2 separate regions of the Sus scrofa genome follow, and region 2 is linked to region 1. The links are chromatin contacts, called in public HiChIP or PLAC-seq maps. All regions are on one chromosome and are shown on one strand. Each heading gives the region's core, a stretch centred on a gene start, on an enhancer-like site or on the middle of the called end of the contact. The rest is flanking DNA. Distances are from core to core; before and after follow the strand shown.

Region 1 (3,411 bases), core at 250-2,749:
ACAGCTCTGCTAAGGAGACACACACACACACACACACACACACAGCCTCTTGACTCAAGAGCAAGTATCAATAATAACAGCTATCATGTGCTTACTGTACGCCGGTGATTTAAAAGCATCAAGTAATTTAAGGAGTGCCTGTTGTGGCTCACCAGTTTAAGAACCCCACATAGTGTCTGTGAAGATGTGGGTTTGATCCTTGGTCTCACTCAGTGGGTTAAGGATCCAGGGTTGCTGCAAGCTACAGTGTAGGACACAGATGTGGCTCGGATTTGGCATTGCTGTGGCTGCGGAGGAGGCCGGCAGTTGTAGCTCTGATTCGACTCCTAGCCTGGGTACTTCCATATGCCACAGGTATGGCCCTAAAAAGACCGAACTCCCCCCCCAAAACCAAAAACCAAAAAAACTGGGATCTTAATGTCAAATCATCACAGCCTTGGATGATGAGAAGGAGGGGCATTCCAGGGAGAGGAACCTGCCTGGGCCGGCCCACCTCGAGGGCGGGAAGGGTGTGTGTTTCCTCCGAGCCTGGTCCGTGGGGGGTGTGGCAGGGGTGAGGTCGGTTTGGCGGGTGGGGAGGCTGGGAGGCGGGGCCTCGTATGTCACAGGGAGGAGTTAGGATTTCTTGTAAGTGCCTTAGGAAGCCTTGGAGGCTGGGAGCAGGGGAGGGACCAGAGGAGCTGCTGTCCTTTTGCTGCCACCAGTCCCTCCGCTGTGGCGCATGTGTGAGCCTTCGAGGCTGCTAGTGTAGTGTAGCCTGAAGGTCAGGGCCCTGATCATGGAATGAGAAGAGCTGTTCCACTCATCCTCTTGTTCTCCATCCAGTAAGCGTTCCTTGGGCACCAGCCACAGCCCAGCTCTTTGCTTGGCCCCGAGGATACAGCAGGGGCTGGGGTGTGTCCCTGGCCTCCAGCAGCTCCTGTTATGGGGACCCAAGGAAACTACTGACCCAGGACCAGTCAGCAGAGATGGAAAGTCAGCTCCCCGGATGGGTTCGGGACAGAGGCAAATGAGCTGCTGGTCTTTCACAGGATGTACCTGAGACAAGTTGGAGCATCAGTCATTTTCTCACTGCTAAGAGATCTTAACTAAAATAACACAAATACTTACAAGCCAATGGAATAAATATTAGCGGAACCACTATGTTTGTCCGGTTATGGGGACTCAGAGAGAAGGTGGTCCTGGAAGAGGAGGAGAAAGGGTTGGAGGCATGGATCGTGGCGGAGAGAACAGGTTGCTGGACCCTCTTACTAGGAGCTGAGGAGGGAGGAACCCAGGGCGATGAGGTCAGGCTTGGAAAAAAAATCCTGTTATCCTGCCTTACAAATGTTGCGGTCTCACATTTCGGCCAACACCCTTTCACAGGCAGAGGTCTTAGGGAGGCTCAGAACTAACCAAGTCCCCAGCAGCTAGAAACTTACAAGACCTTGCTGACCCCTGGGCCCCCTGTAAAGAAAATGCAAAACCAAAACCAAAAGCAACTTTCTTCCCCAAATCATGTTATAGTGCCCTCTTGTGGCCTAGTGTGAAATGACAACCCTGCAGTTCTCAAACCAAACCTTGCATTGTTCTCCACTCTGTTTGCTTAGTAATAAGTATTTACTGGGCTTCATGGCTTGTACTTCCCCTGGGCAGACCAGGCAAACGTCCTGATGTTCTCCGATATTTCCATCCACAAATAACGGCTGCCTACTCAGGTGTTATCACTTCTCCGCGCATTTTTCGCTGCTCTGTTGAGAAGCCACTACTGCAGGCAGGGCTTTTCAACACCTGCCTTGCATTGGAGAGGTACCTGTATTTCCCGTATTCCCAGGCACACCAGGAGCCTCCGGACGGCGGAGAGTCAGACTGAGTTCCCTCTGCGTCTGGTAGAATGGAAGAATGTTAACCAGAAAAGAAAGCAGGGTGTGTGGGACACAGTTCACCAAAAAAGAGACCTATAGTTCTTTTTTTTAATGTTTAACTAAACATTTCTAAATTGAAGTACAAAAAAATTGAAGTATAGTTGATTTATGACGTTGTGTTAGCTTCAAGTGTTATTTATCTAATTATATATATATTCTTTTCCCAAATCTCTGTAATAGGTTATTACAAGACATTGAGTATAGTTCCCTGTGCTATATAGTAGGTCCTTGTTATTTATTGTTTTTATATATAGTGGTGTATAGGGACATATATACATACTTTATTTATTTACTTATTGGTTTTTTTTTTTGGCTGCACCTGAAGAATATGGAAGAGTCCAGGCTTAGGGGTCGAATCGGAGCTGCAGCTGATGACCTACAGCACAGCCACAGCAACGTCACATCTGAGCTGTGTCTTGGACCTACACGGTAGCCCATGGCAATGCGGGATCCTTAACCCACTGCTCGAGGCCAGGGATCGAACCCGTGTCCTCATAGATACTACTCGGGTTTGTTACTGCTGAGCCACAATGGGAACTCCAGGGACATACACTTCTGTTCTAACCTTTTTTCTTTGCTGAGCTTCATGGGAGAAGAGGAAACTGTCAAGGGAGGCAGCCCCTGCTGCAGATGTGGCAGGACCGCCTAACAGTGAGGGCTGAAGAGACTCCAGTGCTTAATCTTTCTGCACCTCAGTTTATTTTTCTGTCAAGTGGAGATGATGGCAGCTACTGCCCGGACAGCTGAGCGGGCACTAGCCGAGCTCCTGCATGGGACACACGTGCCACTGTCTAGACCGGCCCATGGGAATACGACAGAATAACGATGACCTTGGTTTGCAGGGAAGATGGCCTGATAATCCCTATAAAGCCCTAGCACACAGCCCAGCATCACAAGGGTACAGTCAGCCTAGGGCAGGTCGGGGAAAAAGACGAAGGGAGAAGTGTTATAGATGAAGACACAAGAGATGCATTGGTCACCTAATGGGTGGCCCCTAGATCTGATTTGAATGTACCAACTGTAAAAACATACCTGCAGGAGTTCTGGTTGTGGCCCAGCGGGTTAACACCTGACATGGTGTTTGTGAGGATGTGGGTTCGATCCCCAACCTGGCTCAGTGGGCTTAGTGCCGTGGCTGTGGTATAGGCCTGCAGCTGCAGCTCCAATTCCATCCCTAGCCTGGGAACTTCTCTATGCCGCAGGTGTGCCCTAAAAAGAAAAAGAAGACCACACTTGGAGACACCTAAGGGTGACTGGACACAGACTGGGCATTTGATGAATGTGGGAAAGAGAAAAGTGGTTCCGTCACCCAGGAGCCTCAGCATGGCCCGGCTATTGTCGTGATCTATTCTCTGTGTTGTTGGTGGCTATTGAAATCTCTGCTTGCTTAGCTTGGTTGTGCACAATAATGCTTCGTTATTTCCTGAAATGCTGGGTCCAGTAAGTTGCCCAGACTATGCCAAAGGGCTCTGTGTGTGTCCTGGTGCCCGCCGTCACCATCCCTTCA
Region 2 (3,411 bases), core at 530-3,029, 56 kb before region 1:
TAATCTGTTTAAACTAGACATACTCAAAAAATTCCTTATCGTCTGAAACGACTATTATTTAAAATTTCCAAATAACTGTCAAATATAAAAAAGACATCTGTCAGAGCTAGCACCTGAGAAGTTAAAAGCGATTCAGTGGAGAGCAGTTCAACTATGGGTAATTCATTCTAACGTTTGCTAAACAGACTGCATGCATTATAACAGTGGAAAACGAAAGAGGGGGGAAAAAATCGGCAGAAGCACTGGTTATTCACAACCAGCGAGTCCTGGGCTGAGAGCAGTCTTCCAAGTTACTTCCAGAGAAGCTCCTGATTGGTGGGCGGCCCTGGGTCAATGTGATTACTTAACCCTGGCAGTTATAACTAAACTCCACTTTGACGGGCTCCAAAGCTTATTACAAAAAGACGACTGCTTGAGCATATCAAGTACCTCGGTGTCCTGCTTCTATTTTTCTCCCACAGAACCCGGAGCCTGACACCTGAAACTCATCAGACAAAAACATTACCTCGTTTCGGGGCTTTAGAGTTTTGTATTTATTACTCTGCAAGTCCACTGGGCATAGATTCAGTTGGGGGGTGGCGGTGTGAAAGATTAACCCATTTCCTGCATACACAGGGAAGAACTCATGACCATTCAAGCAGTTCCCTCTCTTCCAAGTAACTTTTTTTTTTTTTTAAATCATTTAGTCCAAAAATAACCATAAGCAACAAACATTAAACACTGGCATGGCAACGTTCGCACACCATGCCCTAGTGCTACCCACAGGCAGATGTGTTCAAGTCTGGGTCCCCCCAGGAGGGTCCTCTAGGTCCTTCTTCCTTTCGGGGGCCAGCCAGGCTTCCCCCGAGTTTTTCTGTAAAATCCGCCGCTTTCGCTGGCCCGGGCAAAAGCAGGGCGCCTAGTCCCCCGGGCAGAGTTTCTCCCAACTGCCCAGCAAGCACGTCGTGAGAGCTTCCAGCGGGCCCCCCGCGCGCACCTGGCCCGGCCCCCGCCCCCTCCCCGCGCTGTCCCAAGCCCCAGAGAGGGGCCCACCTGCCTCTCGTCGCCTGTCCCACGCCCGAGTCGCCCAGCCAACTCCTGCCTGGCGGCTGCACTCACGCCTGCCCCGAGCCCCCCACCACTGCGGGGACCGACCCTGAGGGGCAGGGGCGCCCAAAGGGGCCCCGGAACAGGCTGACCCCGCGACGCCCCCCAGAGGCCGGGTCCCGCGCGCCTGTCAGCGCCCCCGGAAGGGGTCAAGCAAGGGGCTGAGCTCGCCAGGTGCCCTCTCCGCTCCTGACACCCTCGCCCCGCCACCGCACTCACCTGGGGGGCTCTAGCCGAGGGGCCAGGCGAGGGGGTCTGGGGTCGCGCCAGGAGGCCGCCAGCCAGCCGCGGCCCCCACCCTCCCGCGCCCGCTCGGGCCGGCGCGCGCCCCGGGCCCGACGCGCGCCTGGAGCGCCGAGGGGGAGGGGGCGCGTGGACGCGCGAGCACCGGGGGGGAGGGGGCGCGGGAGGCGGGGGTAGGGGGCGCGACGAGAGCCGCGGCTCGGCAGCGGCGGCGGCGGCGGAGAGAAAGCGGCCTCAGCCCCGTCCGTCATGGCGCGCGGCGGCGGCGGCGGCGGCGGCGGCAGCGGCGTCGGCTCCCTCTGGCCTCCCGGCTCCCTCGCCTTTAGTTTGACCTTTCCCTCCAGTGTGTCTGAGGGAGAGCGGCGGTGCACGCGCGGGTGCATGTAGCTCTGTATGTGCGCGCGCGCGCGTGGGGAAGGGGCTGGGTTCGCTCGCCGACGCCTGACGTCACTGCCATGGCAACGGGAGCCCCGCCCTTCGCCCCCCGCTTCCTGCCCCTCCTTCTGTGCACGTTCTGGGGCCTCACGTGCTCACCCACACGCACGCACGCACGCACGCTCGGAGCGCGCGCACCCAGAGCGTTACGTGGGGGGGGGAGGGTGGAGGGATCGTCTGGGTCTCCTTGTCGCCTCCCTGAGATCGACCAATCCAGTGAGGAGAAGCGGTGGGCGGGGCGGGCTCGGCTGCCAGAGTGGCGTGAAAAATTTCCCAAGGCAGAGCGAAAATTCTTCCTGACCAATTGAGCGTGCGCAGAGCGAAAAGGGGCGCGTTGCTTGGGAGTTTCGGTGGGAGGAAAGGGGGCGATTCGGTTTTCGAGAGAAGGGAGTCCTGGCCAGTGGTAAAGGGAGGTTAACTGGTATACGAACTGGGATTGCGTGGTGATAGAGTCAGGGAACCCCGGATTGCAGTCTGGCTCAGCCTATTTGCTGTGTGACCTTCGATGAGTTACTTAAACACTCTGAATATCTTGGGTAAAATGGGGCTAGCAAAATCTACCATGGTGGTTGTGAGAATTAAAAGAGAATGTGAAAACCACTTCACCTGACATAGACCCTAGATATTAATACGGAGCCCACAACCTCCATATTTTACAAACGGGGACACAGGACGCAGGGAGATTGAGATTAAGTGATATGCTCAATGTCAGGTAATGGTGAAGACCCAGACTCTTTCCTACATAGCCTTCCTTTAGAGGGGGAAAAACACCACAGAAGAACGTGTAAAGAGCTTCTTTTGTTCTCCGTGGATCTGTTTTTAATCCACACCACCCCCTTCCCATCTCCCAAAAGGTTTAGAACTCTGGACGTAGGGGCTGGACTGCCTTGGTGCAGTTTTGGATGGCAGTTGTTTGGTTCTCAGTTTGACCCCGAACAGCCAACGGAATGGTGCTTTCCTTAGCTCCCTTGGGGAGCCTAAGTTTCTTCTAAGGTTTTGGTGAAAGTGTAAACAGTACCAAGGAGCTCCAGGTCCTCCACAATTTCTAGCTACCTGAGGAAAGATTAACTCCGTTAACCAACATTTACTCAGCGTCCACAGCCCACAAAAGGCTCAGCTGTGCAGGCACCTTAAGTTTCGGACCCACTGTTCACCTCATCATTCCTTAAACTTGTGCTTCTAGTCCTTTCCTCTGACTTAGCACTTAATCACTTACTGCCTCATGTTAGTTCTAAAAGTATGTAGTACTATTTAACTTTAGATTTGCTGTTTACTTTTTAAAAGTATATGTCCGTCTCCTTCCTTGTCTTATAGCCCCTCCTCCCACCACTTTCTTTCCAGGAATTAATTCCCTTAAGCCTTTCAAGTTCTAACTAAAATGTAATCTCTTCCGAGAAGTCTTGCTGGACCTACTCAGAACTAATCAGTCCCTTTTCCCCAGCACTGGGTACACAGCTGGCTTCTGACGCTGTTGTATACTTTGTGTTGGGTCGTTTATGCACTTCACCTAGAGAAAACTTCTCTGGACATCCATGTATGGTTTGACTCTTCCTATCCCCTGCTCCCATGGCATCTTGTGGTGTAATATATCACTTCACACCCATTCCTTTAAGTCTTGATTTATTTGCCTTCTGCATCAGATGTAAA

Evidence for each region. HiChIP or PLAC-seq counts read pairs in DNA pulled down with a chosen protein or histone mark.
Region 2: an H3K27ac HiChIP or PLAC-seq map of skeletal muscle shows a contact between it and region 1. The contact joins two enhancer-like sites. A contact is called at or near these places in 13 of 47 Hi-C or Micro-C datasets (alveolar macrophages, embryonic fibroblasts, fetal heart ventricle and 6 more) and 2 of 2 datasets of contacts at active chromatin or transcription factors (alveolar macrophages and skeletal muscle).

What each region holds. Positions count from the first base shown.
Region 1 is chr4:6,862,494-6,865,904 of Sscrofa11.1, reverse strand. No RefSeq gene overlaps it. Among named protein-coding and RNA genes, the nearest start is that of MIR30D, 84 kb to the left of the region's middle. Within about 2 kb of position 1,499, at least 34 of the 83 cell types and tissues checked have an H3K27ac peak or open chromatin away from gene starts, as enhancers often do. A contact at or near this core is called in alveolar macrophages, retroperitoneal adipose tissue, skeletal muscle and 1 more, where this site is marked.
Region 2 is chr4:6,919,084-6,922,494 of Sscrofa11.1, reverse strand. No RefSeq gene overlaps it. Among named protein-coding and RNA genes, the nearest start is that of MIR30D, 28 kb to the left of the region's middle. Within about 2 kb of position 1,779, at least 75 of the 83 cell types and tissues checked have an H3K27ac peak or open chromatin away from gene starts, as enhancers often do. A contact at or near this core is called in alveolar macrophages, retroperitoneal adipose tissue, skeletal muscle and 1 more, where this site is marked.